3 separate regions of the Rattus norvegicus genome follow, and all the other regions are linked to region 3. Evidence: chromatin contacts called from public Hi-C data. All regions are on one chromosome and are shown on one strand. Each heading gives the region's core, a stretch centred on a gene start, on an enhancer-like site or on the middle of the called end of the contact. The rest is flanking DNA. Distances are from core to core; before and after follow the strand shown.

Region 1 (4,423 bases), core at 1,666-4,165, 280 kb before region 3:
TAAGTAGGTGGGGCTTGTGCTTAGCAGTGCTATCTGGGGTGGGGGAGCACATGGAGCTGACTAAAGTGCTACTCTAGATGCAGTAGACCCCTCCCCTATATTCTCTGAGGCACACCCACCCCAGAGTCAATCCTCCTCTCCCTCCTCCTTCTCCATTTGATAAGATCAAAAGTCAGGGCTCCGTAGGCTGGAGTGACTAAGGCATGGGCGGAGAGGAGACAGCCATTAACAACTCCCCAACCAAAGAAATGAAAGGTGACCCGGCCAGTATGTTCCTGAGATTTCTGGCATACCTGGTTAAGTCTGGGCTACAGGCATATATGGCAGCCATTGACATCGAGAAAAGCAGGGAGCAGAGCCTGCTCTGAGCCCCACACCCATCTCTGAAGTACCTCACATGGGCACACTGAGACACCCAGGAAGGGACCAGGGCATACAGCTCAGAGCGCTTGCCAGCTGGTCACACGCCACCGCCGTTCTCCACGGGTAGCGTAGCATAGGCCCAGGTCTCAAGGCCAACTGGGTAATAGCCTGGATATTGAGTCTGCTTCCCACTCTTTGTCTGGAATAATGACTCTTGTTTCTCACAGCTGTTCCAGAGGCTTCAAGGCTCCTCCAGCTCAATGGTCTGAACTGCCCACCCCGGTGAGCTCCTTGAATTCGGATTGTTGGCGAGGGGGCTGGAAGGGGAACATGGGCTATCTTCACGAGACCCCTCCCCAGCATTGACTTCCTTCCCATCCGTCACACACGGCTGTCTCCAAGTCCAGAAGAAAGATGGAGCTGAGGGATGGATCTTAAACCCCCAAGTCACCTCAAGAGGCTGTCAGGAGCAGAGATCCCAGTCAATATACCCAGCTAGGGCTGGACGCAACATCCCCACCCTGACTTTATGCAGGAGAGTGAAGATTAAATCCCCAAGCTGTGAATGTAGCTGAGATTTGGAGTTGATGTCTGAGGCCCAGGGTATCCAGGGCAGGCTGCAACACCACCCTCAACCCCGATCCTACAAGATGTTACCAGAAGCTCTAAGCCAGATATAAGAAGACATATGTCCTTGGTATATTGTTCATGCTGGCATTGAACCCTAAAGTGTTTGTTGTGACTCTAAGCATTAGTGAACATTAGGCAACTATGAGAACTGGCCCCACATAGCATCAGGAGGAGTAGCCCAAACATGAGGTGGCCACTTCCCCACAGGACACAGCAGACAGAGCTGGTACAGAAACAGTCTTCTGCATGAGGGTGGGGGTAGGGGTGGGTGCAACTCAAAGAACCCAGCCTCACAGGAGCTGGTCTTCATTCTGGGGGAAGTCCCTCATCTCATGGTAAAACTTTTTTTTTTTGCTTTGTTTTTTTCTGAAGCAAGGTCTTGGGTTGGCCTGGAACTCATGGCCACCCTGCCTCGTGTCCTGGATGGTAGGATTATATGTACTATGTAATATGCTGGCTTAAAAGGAGTTTGTGGAGACCAAAGAAAGAACGTAGGCCAGGCTTTGGTGGCACACACTTTTAATCTCAACACTTAGGAAGCAGAATCTTCCTCTGAGTTCAAAGCCAGTCATCGAGCCCCTGTCTCAAATCAAATCTAATCTAATCGAATCGAATCGAATCAAATCGAATATGAACAAACAACGACAGCAGCAACCTTGAGGGAAGAAAGGAGGGAGGGAAGGAAAGAGCAGAGTCACTGTGAGCATCCACGGAACCCCTTCTTTTTATGCCTAGCAGTGGGGTAGCTGCAGTGTCTCTATCTATACATGATGGGGAGGCCTGCCCCCGCCCTTAAGGCACTGAGAGCTGCCCCATCTCCACATCTGCTTTCTTTTCAAAGCCAGCTCAGTAATAGCAAATGCAAAATAGAAAATAGCCATGCCCTCTCTCCACCTTCCTTCTGTATAATTATAATAATACTTTATTTTTGAGAGAGGATCTCACTATGTAGAACAGCCTGTCCGTAGATCAGAGCTCTGCCTGCCTATACCTCCCAAGGGCTGCGGTTGAAGGAATGCACCGCCATGCCTGCCACTTCTTGATTTGTGGAGACAAGATCTCACTCTGTTACCCATGCTGGTCTGGAACTCTCTGGGTAACCCAGGCTGGCCTAAAGTTACCATCCTTCTGTCTCAGCCAGCCAGGAGGTAGAACTTCATGTGTGGGCTGCTGTGACCAGCTTTGCCCCCTTCCTAACAACTGCTTATATAACTGTCCAGCACATCTGGCCATGTCACATATCACATGCTTGTCAACCTCTGTGCCATGCAGGTGCTCAGTAATTAGTGGGAAAGGGAGGGGAGGGGAGGAGAACCCTGGGTTCCACCCCCCCCCCGTCTTAGTTCACAGTCAAGGAGTCAATTCTGGTGGAGGCCAATCTGACCTGGCTTCTTTCTCTCAGAGAGGGCAGCATGTGGGCCTCAAGGATCCTCTAGGTCAGACTGTGCCTCGCTCCTCCTCCTCCAGCCTGTGTCGTCATCAAATTCACTTCAGAGTGTAAGTGTTTGTGTGAGAAAGAGTGTGTGTGCGTGAGTGTTTGTGTGAGAAAGAGTGTGTGTGTGTGTGTGTGTGTGTGTGTGTGTGTGTGTTGGCAGAGAAAGGCAAGTCATTTCACATATACACAATATACACACTCCTCAGATACTTTCTCTGCATTGTTTGGGGTACAATGAGTCTCCAGCTGCGAGGGAGGGGTGTCAAGAGGCTAGAGATGATGGGAGAGCCAGTGAGCTTATGAGAACAGCCTTGGATGGTTTCTGGGGGCGAGCAAGTCGCTGGCTCCAGACTTGAGAGCCAGGAGGCGGGGGCCAGAGGGAGGGAGTGGAGCCCTGAGGAGGGTCCGGGAGGGCAGAGGTGGGATTATGCTGGGATACGTCACCCATCCAGACTTCATAAAAGGGGCTGTGATCGGGCAGCCAGATAGAGGAAGCCCAGGAGCCAGAGGCTCCCCTCAGTGTGCTCCAACTACCCAAGTGGCTCTTCTCCCTCCGGCCCTCAAGCCAGGACCCAGCCAAGGTAGGCACACTGCCCACAGGATTTGGGACTGCCCTGACCCAGGGAGGATCTAGAGGAGCAGGCCTCTAACCCAAGGCCAGTTGAAGCATCAAGGGAGAAGGAGGCAAGGAAAGCAGGGATCCAGGAATGCAGTGATGAAGACGTTGTCTTGTGTCTTGTGTGTCGCTGGGTGTTCTCAGAGCCCACTTCTGCCGCGTAAGGAGTGGATGTTGTAAAGAGACTCTTTGTGGGAACTACCTGAAGGGAGCTTGGCAAGCCCTTTGGGTTCATGGGCTCACCACGGCTTGTCTGAGCCTTTCCCCCCAATATAAAACTAACTATATACATATATATGCTTTGAGCAACTTGCTAAGAACTGGGGGGGGGGGGGATACCGCTGGAAGGAGCCATCTTATGTCAAAAACCTTCTGATCACGCCTAGAATTTCTGTTGTTTACTAGATCTAAAAGCCCCTAGAGTGAAAGGAACCACCATGATTGTTCATGGCAGACCAGATAAACCTCTTCCGGTTTCTTACATACTGAAAGGGGGAGAGGGGGCGGGCATGTTCCTTTTTGTTTTCTAACATTTCAGTTCTCATGCACTGAGCGCTCTCTAGAATAGGCAACTGAGAGTTATTGGGGTCTGGGGTACATGTGGCATGTGTGTTACTTGTGGGATGTGTGTGGTATGTATGTGAGGTGTTTGTGCTTCGTATGTTATGACATTTGTTTATCATTTATTTTTTTCTGCGCATGTGTGTAAGCGCAGAGCACCCAGGGGAGTCAGAGGACAACTTTCTGGAGGTGGTTTTCTCCCTCCGCCATGTGGGTCCAAGGGGTTAAACTGAGATCGTCAAGCGCGGTAGCTAGCAAGCACATTTATCTGCTGAGCCATCATCTCACCATGTCGGGTCATTGTATGTAGTGTGTTCATATGTGGTACGTGTGTATACGTGGGGTAAGGGTGTGTCGTGAGCAGGCACAGTTCTCCCTTGGTACACTTGAAAAATGCTGTCCATGATAGTGCAGAGTACTAGAGGGATGAGAGGCAGAAGTCTGGATCACCAACCTCCCCACCTCCCCTCCCTCTCCTCCCCTCCCCTTCCTCCCTCTCCACCTCCCCTCCCCTTCCTCCCTCTCCACCTCCCCTCCCCTACCTCCCTCACCACCTTCTCTGTTTAGAGAAAACACGAGGTACCACTTACGGAGCACGCTGACACATTCCTGCCCTCCTCAGGCCCCGTTGGGGTATAACCTGGCATGGCTTCCTCTCCCTATAAAGCGCTAACTTTGTATCCAGCACCTCTATACCCAGCCCTGCCTGCCATCCTGGACCCCCTGGCGTCATCGGTCCTGCAGATCCCCTGAGGTGGCTTCTGAGAGCCCTCTTCATCTGGTGCATGCTGGGGTGCCAGCACCAGCCCGGACCCTCC
Region 2 (4,903 bases), core at 2,126-4,625, 430 kb before region 3:
CTACTGATGTATTTATTGTTCCAGTGTGCTGAGGTTTTAAAAGTGTCTTTGCCAATTGTGGAGAGGATTAGAGAAGAGAAAAAGCAAATAGGGAGTGGTTGTAGCTCACTGTGGCCTGTGTGCACTTACTGCACTAGTCCATGGGAGGGCAGCAGAGCACACATGGTCTGCAGACCATGCCTTCAAAAGGATTTGGAGTGGTGACCCACTGTATCACTTGCCAGGAACTGGGAGCCATCTTGACCCTCCCTTACTGCAGTTCTGTCACTGTGAGTCTGGAGCCTTTCTGAGACTTATGAGCCAGCTATGTAAAAGCAATTCCTAGCCAATAAGTGATCTGGCCCTAGTCTTTTGCTTCCTGCACAGGCAGTCTGTTGTGGAACTGGTCCCTTCTGTCTTTAAGAGTGCCTCTCCCTGTAGAGTTGTCCAGGCAGGAGACATGGCAGAGAGGTGGACTACAGAGCCACACCCCGATAACACTTGCTGCTGCTCCTCCACCCAGGGACCACACCCAGCGCTGGCACTCCTTCCTGTTCTAGTCTGAACAGTTCCTGCAGGAAGGTGTCAAGTGGGCAGCTGGATACCTACTTGGACCTCTGGTGAATCCAGGAGCTACTCAGGCCATTCCAGGGGTTGCTGGAAGGCAGAGCTACGGAAAGGCAGGGCTCCGCCCACAGATGCTCAAGAGCTGGATGATGAGCCTCTGGTACTTTCCTAGAGGCTGTGTAGGTCACCAAGAGTCCAGACAGACAGACCCTTAACTTGTGGGTCACCTGAGAAGGTCCTCTAGGCCCTAAGGTGGAGCTGCCAAAACTGTTCTGCTGTCCTCTGGACAGGATAGAGGAGAGAAAACCACAGGACAGAAGTTCTGGTATAGGGGTCCTACCAGCTCTGTCTCGTGCAAGGCAAATGTTACTCCTCAGAAGGAAAGGCAAGGGGGATCTGCACTGCAGACAAACCTCGTCTATAGATGAGGAAAACTGAGGCTCAGCGGTCAAGTGCCCAGTTCAGAGGCGCTGTATTAGTCAGGGGTAGAGCTGAGTCTGGAACCCAAGTCTTTTGACAACTTCACTATCAGGCCCCTCCATGATTCCTAGGTAATGTGTTCTGGGTGAAGGAGCAGGGGCAAGGCCTCTAGGGGAAAGGTGGGCCCCAGGGGGCAGCTAATCCACCAGTTTAGTGACCACCAGGGCCAGTGGGGAGTGTAGAGTGGTGACCATCTTTGAAGGTGTGAGTGAGGGGGATGAGGTTGGACCTGGAATGGGAAGACAGGACCACAGAGGCGCTTTCTCTGGGGATCCTTGTTCCTCAGGCCTCCTCCTCAGCCTCTCTCAGAGCAGTTTGCTTCTCGGCTGGGCTAACAGAGGAAAAGATTTAGACTTGGCAGGGAATACTTGCTTTCTCAGCTCTGCCATCTCCATCCTGCCAGCCCCAGAAGCCCTCTTACAGCTCCCATTTTGCTCCCCAGCAGGAAGGCACTGTGCCCAGCCCAATCATCCCTTTGGCTTCTCATACCCCCTGGAGCCCCAGTATCCTCTGGAAGCAGCCACCCTTCTGGCTCAAGCTTCTGGGTGAGCCAGAGTCTTGTCTGGAGCGCTCACTCTCTGTCTGCCAAAGAGGAAACCCGCCCAGCAGGCCTGTCTGTTGGCTGCCCTCTCCACCTGCCTAAGGACTGTGTGGCATTTCAGTTGGGGTCTTCGTCCCCTTCCAGTCCTCTCTTGTATACTGGGATCTCTCTTAACCAACCGCACTTTGCTCCATCAACTTCTCAAGGCCAGAGACCCCCCCCAAGAGTCCCTCATTTCTGGCTGCCTAGATGCTGACTGGGCCCCACCTGTACCAGGCAACCTTGCCAAGTCCTGGAGAGCTGGGTAGGTGAACTGGGCCTGGCACTGGGCCCTTACTCACAACTTCCCTGCCCCTTTAGCTGAGAGGCTTTCCCAGAGAGTCATTGAGGACCAGCCTGGCAGCTCATCTTGCTGAGGGGAAGAGAGGGGAAACCCTCCCAAGGGAGCAGCTAAGCCACAATGTGCTCACCTGCCCTGAGCAGGCATGAGAAGGCTTGTCCCTTAGGTACCTCCTCAGGCTCTTGACTTTACTCTGTCAGGTCTCCCCCATATCTCCCCACTCCTAATCTATCTCTTCCTGGGTGCTGGGGGGTCGGGCGCTGTTCTTTTGTGCCTTCTAAAACAGATTCGTTTTTTAAAGAAAGTGCTCCAGGTGACAAAAAAATGATGCTCACTCAGGGATGCTCACACAGGATGCTCACCCAGGGATGCTCACACACCATGGTGAGACTCAGAGTGGGGACCGGTTGCTTTTCTGCTTTGCTCTTTTTTCTTTTGCCACAAGACCTCATGTAGCTCAAACTGGCCTCGAACTCATTGAGTAGTCATGAATAGCTTTAAACTTCTGATCTTCTTGTCTACACCATATTTTATGGGGTGCTTGTTTGCAAACCCCTAAGGCTTCATTTCCTGTGTCCTGGACAAGCACTCAACTGAGCCAACATCTTCTGCCTAGGATGCTTTTGTTTAAAAAAAAAAATCAAGACAGTTTATTTATAGATAACAATAGAATTATCAAGTGGGTGGGGCCTTGCAGGTATTCATCCATTCCTGCTTTTTGGAATGTTTCTATGTTCAGAAGTGGCCTCAATAGCATGGTCTCCAGCTCTGGGTCCAAGGTGTGGCAGAGACAAAACCCCTGGAAGTTAAAGGCAAATCCTTCCCACTCCTTTCAGATCCTGGCCATAAAACCAAGGTTCCATTCATCCACTGTCACCTAGTTTCCCAGAGAGATGTGAAAAGAAAGAAACTGAGGCACAGTGGAGGAGAGAGATGGGGAAAGCCCCTGACAATATTTGCAGCAGAAACAGGGCTATAACCTTATTGTTTAAAGTTCCCTGCTCCTGCCCATCAGTACTGAAGAGCACAGGTTCCGGGCTTGGCTAACACCCTCAGACTGGTCACTGGAGACCAGTCTGGGTTGAAGACTATGAGATCCTGTTTTGTTTTGTTTCTTGTTTGTTTGTTTTTGTTTTTGTTTTAAATGGATCCCAGATCTCCCAACGTTTTCCTTTAAATTCATTGTGTTGAGAGATATGGAAGTATTAGGATTCCAGCAAAGCCCTCCTGATACCCAGAAATGGTCTCTCTGTTTGGGGATAGTCACAGAGCTGAAAAGCCACCACTAGGCAGACTGGGTGTATGAGGTCCCACCATCCTGCCAAGCCCAGGGGCAAAAGCGTTCTGCAGTCTCCTGTGGTAAGCCTCTGGAAACGCGGCTAATCCATATGTAGGCCCAGATGCCCTCTGGGGGGCAGCCTTGTCCTGTCTGTGGGGCGGCTGGGGAGGCTGTGCCCACCAACCCCTTCTCTTCGGGGAGGGTTGCAAGGGTGGTTAGCAGCTTGTCACTGGTGTGGATGGAGTTAAACCTTTCAGGGGACTATTTACTCCTGATCCTAAGTGACAGCTTGGGGAGGGAGAGTCACGTGGTCTGAAATCCCCACGGGAGCCGATGGAGCATGCCCAGCTGCTTCTGCCTGGGAAAGGTGCTGGATCCTGCAGTAACCACAACAGCATCCTCTCCCCGGAGCCAGGGATCTGCCAGCGAGAAGATGACTGATTAGATCAGATTAGATCCAGAGCCGCGCTCTTCCGAAGGGGTCCCCAGGGGTGGGGGAGGAGGACCCCAGCTGGTGCGAGCTGGGGGAAGGGTGCCTCCGAAATCGCGCTTAGCGCTCTCAGCGCGGGATCACACCTCCAAGGCCCAGCCGGTGAGTCCGTTTAGGTGCACCAGACCTAAGAGGTGGGAGAAAGAAGGCTGGGCTGGGGCAGAGCTGGCAGCCGGTGTTGGCCGCAAAGGCCAGGGTTGTGTGCACTGCAGTGAACTGCCTTCTTCATCCTCAGCCTTGGCAGCCTTACTTAGGGATCATGGATGCTGAGAATGCTAATTATAGCCTTTCTGTGACCTCACCCCTCCAGAATCCCTAAGGAAGGGCCGGCACCACATGAATTGATTAGATTTGAATTGCGTCCCCGGGTGAAGGCAGCTTTGGGACTGCCAACCTCCAAGGTGCAGCCCCACCCTATCTTAATTTTGTAGGAAAGAGAGATGGAAGGGTTCAGGGGTCAGGTTCAGGTCGCTGGAGGCTCTCCTTCCTCAGTGGAAGGGATCAGAGGCTCTTGGTTTCTTAGGGGGTGTCTGCGGCTCAGTGGGTAGCTGCTAAAGGGCATGTGGACAGGGGCGGTGATGGAACATGCCGTGTTGGTGATGAAAAAGCAAATTGCTGCTGTTTAAAGCCCTAGGACTGGGCTATTGTGTGAGGAGTCTAGGGTTGAAGTGGCCAGAGAGATACGCAAGGGGGGAGGGCGGAGGAAGGTGAGGAAGGAGGGGGGGGGAGGGAAAGGCTGTTACTGGGAGATGCCCTTTTGGGACTGCAAACCAGTCTGGCTAGAGAGTAAGAGATGGGAGACCCTGAATGCAGAGAGAGGCGGGTTAGAGCGTGGTGGGAGGAGGGGAAGGGGCGGGAGAGAAAGAAGGACACGTCCCTAGTAAGTGTCCCAAGAGGTGTAGCCTTTAGGACTGGGCAGCTCATCTCAAGTCCCTCAAGACCTCTCGCTCTCCATCTGGCATCTCCAGTGGCGCACTCAGCCGCCAGGTCTCCAGCATGCGTGGGCGGAGCCCTAGCTGGCACGCCTCTGCCAGAGCCCCTGTCCAGATGGCTGCGGGGCACTGCAGGTGCTGGCCCGGTCCTCCCATCCCGAGCCTCTGAATCATGTGGAAGTGGGGAGGATTCTACGGGTGCAACTCTCCAGCGGCAGCACCCACCTCTGGGCAGCTGCGGTTTAGCCTGGGCAAAAGTCGAGCCCATTCTGCTTGAGGGATGCGCCCGTGTCAC
Region 3 (4,838 bases), core at 357-2,856:
TGGGGATTTAGCTCAGAGGTAGAGCGCTTGCCTAGCAAGCACAAGGCCCTGGGTTCGGTCCCCAGCTCCGAAAAAAAGGAAAAAAAAAAAAGTACTATCTAACCCTATCAACCAAAGCAAGGAGAGGAGGCTAAATAAATAAAACTCAAGTTCTGAAGAGCTTTCTTGAGTTGGGTCCTTGACTCCTTGTATATATTGCTCTTTCTGGCCATCTTCTGAGATGTCTTTTTCTGATAACATCCAGAGGAAAAATAGCCTGGATACTCACAATAATACAACCCTCTATCCGCATATTCACTTGTTCATACAGCCACACCTGAATTCGAGATCTCTGAAATAAAAATAACGGTTTTAGAAACAGTAAACAGATCCCACCCCATTACTTTGACTCCACAATAAATGACTTACCTTAAAAATGCCAATGAATATAAGCCAAAAGTTAGAAATAGTTAGTCTACATCTAAGAGCTAGCAACTCTGGTGAATCTGCTGAGAAACATTTAACAAATGCTCCAACTGGGCTGTTCAAACAAATTTTCCTACTCTGAAAATTTATTTTTGCTTCTGGCATGAATACATTTACAGTTTAAACTGGTCACAGGACAGCACAAAGCAAATCTGACGATTAAAAATTACAATCGCTTAAAACTGTTTTTCATTTGTGTTGTAACACTCTAAAAATACCGTGAAAATCTCCCCAAAGAAGACCATTTGCCACTAGTTTCTTTGTATCTAACTCCCCCACCACCACACCCCCCACCTTTTTTGTGTCTTCTCTCCATTTTAAGTGCTACTAAGGAAAAAGCAATATACACCTGTCACTGCTAACTCCGATGACAAATTCTATGAAATCAATGATTTTGTTCTTGGAGAATAATGGTAACTGTGTGCATGCTTAAATTAGGCATGGACATACACCATTTTATTAATTAGCGCTTTCCCTGGGACCTTATCCTCAACTGTGGTGCCCCCAACCCTCAATTTTTAAGTCTAAGCACTAGGATCAGAGAAGTTGATACAAATAATCAAATAGGCCCAACCTTCATTTCAATAACAATAAGGAAACAAGTAACTTACGTACATTTTGCAAGTATCTGAAGATAAGGTTCTGTGTACCACAGCGATCAAGGAAAACATACAAACAGTAGTTACTCTGCTCCCAATCTTGTCTGACTCTCCAGCGCCCTAAGGCCAGGCCGGGCTACACACGCAAGCACTAGTGTCCATCTGCAGCAAGCACTCGGGATGCACTAGAAACTCGAAAGGCACTCCCTCCCCACCGGCCTCGTTTCTCAAAACTTCCTGATGACCCACATCCTCTTCTCCTATTCTGTCGACCCCACTTCCATTCCGTACCGCATGCCCGCCACAGTACACCCGAGCCCGCCTCCCGCGGCCCTTCAACTCCGCGCGCTTTCCGGCCTCCTCAGTACGCCCCGGGGCCTCACGGGAAGCGGCCCGTACCAGGTTGCCCTGTTCCCCGCCCACGCTCACAGCGCCTACGGACCCAAAGCCCAGAGTTCACGCCGCGGAGGATACGATGGGCTGCACCATCACCTTCTGCACCTTCTGGCCCTGGCCGCGGTACGCCATGGTGGAAGTCACAAAGACCACACGAATAGGAAGACCGCCTCAGCAAGCGACTTCCGGAAGCAAGACCTGGAAACGGAAGTGCCTGTAGTCGTCGGCGGGCCAGTGGCTAGGAAACGCCTCTCTAGCCACGGAGCCGCTTTTTCTCTATGCTTATAGCCTCCGCCGGCCGCCTTCCGAGTCCACCGCTCTTTGAAACCGAGGTCTGTCCTACAGCGCCACCTGGAGGTAGGCTGAAGGCGCTCAGGGCTTCGGCCAGGCGCCTGTACTGAGAGGTTTGCCTCTGCTTAGGTGCTATTCTGAGAATTGCTCTGGATTTTAGGTCTGGTGGCCTCCAGGCGGGCGGCATATTGTCCAAAACCATCTGCAGACTTCCCTTATTCGTTTTGGGCCCCAGAGCGTCTGGATTGTCATGCCCAAAGCAGTGATGTAGCTGTGGTTTGCTCAATAACAGATTCAACCCTCATCACCTTTATGGAGAGTTACTGTTGAGCTGGTAACCCAAGATGGCAATCCAACTGATTGGCTTGTTGGGCTCAAAATTCCTCTTAGTTGTGTGACCACTGATAATAAGTGACTAGGCCTCACCATCTCCATCCGGCAAGGGGTGTGTGTGTGTGTGAAGATTCAAGGAGGCAGTAGTGCACAAATATTCCTTGAACTGTACGGAATTTGCACTCACTGTAATCTCAGCTTGTGGAAGGCTCAAGCAAGAGTATTAGCTTAAGGCCGTCTGCTAAATAGTACATTCCAGATCTGTCTAAGCTACATGAGGCCTTGTTTCAAAAGTTGGAAATGTAAGTCAATAAATAAATAAATAAATAAATAAATAAATAAATAAATGCATTTAATACAAATACCTACGATCCAGGGGAGATGATTCAGTAGGTGGGACATGAGGTCAGTCACCAACACCTACACAAAATGACGTGCCTGTAATTCCAGCACTGGGATTGCAGAGACAGGAGGACACCTGGGCGTGATGGCCAACTCCTCTAGCTCCATCGTCAAGTTCAATGAGAGTCCCTGACTCAAAGGATATGATGAGGAGTGGCTCAGAAGGACACTTGATGACATCCTTCAGACTCCACATGCAGATGTGCATATACACAGACATGCACACATAAAATGGGGGAAAATGTCTATGCCTAGCCTACTCGACACCAACACCACAAATCAGCCTTTCTCGAAGCTGCAGCTGCCCCCACCTCACCAGAAAGTATCTGGAGCAGCTTACCAGGGAAAGGATCAAAATTTGAAATGCAAAGTCTTGAGTTTTATGGAATTCATATTGCTTTCGCACCATCTTTAGGATGAAGAATTGTAAGTCAGGAGCCATCCGGATGTGTGTGTATGTTAAAGCCTGGTCTCTGTTAGAGACCCCCACCCCATAACGCAACTAGCAAGAAAAGGGACTGATTAAATGTCCCTACATTAGTAGGCAAGCCTACTCAGTTTTCTGTTATGACGGGGCTTCTGGCCTGGTTCAAACATTATCTAATATTTTATAATGTTTGATATTTAGCATTTATTTAAATATTCTCTTTCTGATAAGGAAGCTCAGACTTGAAAGGCTTTTGGATGGTATATAAGGGGGCTGGCACTTTAAAAGATAACACTTAAGTCAAACAACAGAACCTAAGGTCTTCTTCAGATGAGAATAACAGGAACTCCAATCTTAGAAAAGTATTATGATGAAAGCTTTCATTTTTTATTTTTTAAAGACAGGGTCTCATTTTGTAGCCATGGCTGTCCTGGAACTTGCTACAGCGTAGACCAGGCTGGCCTGAACTCACAAAGATCCACCTTCCTCTCCCGCCAGAGTGCTGAGTCAAAAGGCATGTGCCACCACACCTGGATAAAAGCTATTTTTAAGCTACAAAAAGAAACTTAATTGACCCGTCCAGCGGGTCCAGTTATTCAGGGTTCCGAAGGGGCGCTACCCTTGGGCCAATGGGGGGCGAGAGAAGAAAGAGACCAAGCAAGATTCCATTGTCAAGGTCTCATTTATTGGGATGAACGTTACAGCGTTTAAGGCTTTCAGGTAGGGGGAGTGACCTTTGTGAAACACGAAGGATGGAGGGGAGACGAGGGTATAGGCAGTGATAGCTGGAGGCAAAGAGGTCAGGCGGTAGACGATGAGGTCAGGCAGTGGAGACACCGGGTGTTGACTCAGGAGATAACTGATATTTGCTTGGGCTGAAGCATCCCGTGGATGTTATCTTCCTGTGCCGTAAATTCATGGGAGAGGCTTTTGTCCCACAATCTCGAGGCTTTATGACAGTCATCTTAGAGGAGTATGTGTGGCCATGCAGCCAAGAGTCACGTAGCTACTTTGAGCTATACAGTCACAAAACGGCCAGGCCCAAATCCAATACGGCTCCCTACACTTAATTTTTTTTTTACATGGGGGAATTGAAATTATGTCTTTAAAAAGAACATATCACACTCCAAACGTAAGCAATCTACTGCCCTCAGAGGCAGCCTGGAAAGAGCCCACATAGACCCACTCTATCTCAAATGCAAAGATCCCTAACTACTTCAGTACTTGCCTATGCATTTTCTGATTTTTAAACTTTGGTGAGTTGAATCCTATAAACGATATATGTAAGCGGTTCTACAACTCGTCAGAAATGTCGTATATGATTTCTTTTTTCTTCTTAAGATTTATTTATTTATTTATATTGAGTACACTGTCTCTGTCTTCAGACACACCGGAAGAGGGCATCAGATCCCATCACGGATGGTTGTGAGCCACCATGTGGTTGCTGGGAATTGAACTCAGGACCTCTGGAAGAGCAGTCAGTGTTCTTAACCGCTGAGCCATCTCTCCAGCCCTGATTTCTTTTTCGTTAAAACAAAATGATTTTGCAGGGCCAGCAAGATGGCTCAGCAGGAAAAGGCATGAGCTATGAAACCTGGTGTCAGGAGTTCAGTCCCTGGATTCTACATAAAGGTGGAAGGAAAGAACCAACTCCTGAAAGTCGTCCTCTGACCTCCACACATGTGTCAGACATTAAAAGCCTTATACTTGTCAGGCATGGTGGCACATCTTTGATCCCAGTACTTGGGAGACAGAGACAGGCGAATCTCTGAGTCTGAGGCCACCCTGGTCTACAAAGCAGGTTTCAGGACAGTCGCAGATACACAAAAGCTGAAAAAAAAAAAAAACAAAAACAAAAACAAAACTTATCTGTACATGAATGGGAACACATGTAAGTACAAATGGGGTGTTGTAGCCTGGGTAGA

The links. A called contact is a pair of places that touch in the nucleus more often than the background predicts.
Region 1: a Hi-C map of liver shows a contact between it and region 3, with 3 times the contacts expected there. The contact joins the promoter of Kiss1 here to the promoter of Snrpe in region 3. A contact is called at or near these places in 8 of 12 Hi-C or Micro-C datasets (Schwann cells, frontal cortex, hepatocytes and 4 more).
Region 2: a Hi-C map of Schwann cells shows a contact between it and region 3, with 7 times the contacts expected there. The contact joins the promoter of Plekha6 here to the promoter of Snrpe in region 3. A contact is called at or near these places in 4 of 12 Hi-C or Micro-C datasets (Schwann cells, frontal cortex, liver and 1 more).

What each region holds. Positions count from the first base shown.
Region 1 is chr13:47,324,244-47,328,666 of GRCr8, forward strand. Kiss1 (KiSS-1 metastasis-suppressor) reads left to right here and starts at 2,916. Exons shown (of 3, transcript NM_001412625.1): 1 at 2,916-3,009. Golt1a (golgi transport 1A) reads left to right here. Exons shown (of 5, transcript NM_001109070.1): 5 at 591-932. The coding sequence ends at 632.
Region 2 is chr13:47,180,034-47,184,936 of GRCr8, forward strand. Plekha6 (pleckstrin homology domain containing A6) reads left to right here and starts at 3,376. Exons shown (of 27, transcript NM_001427839.1): 1 at 3,376-3,778.
Region 3 is chr13:47,607,645-47,612,482 of GRCr8, forward strand. Snrpe (small nuclear ribonucleoprotein polypeptide E) reads right to left here and starts at 1,607. Exons shown (of 5, transcript NM_001271237.1): 1 at 1,539-1,607; 2 at 1,081-1,107; 3 at 269-331. The coding sequence starts at 1,592. LOC134481497 (a long non-coding RNA gene) reads left to right here and starts at 1,677. Exons shown (of 2, transcript XR_010057007.1): 1 at 1,677-1,817.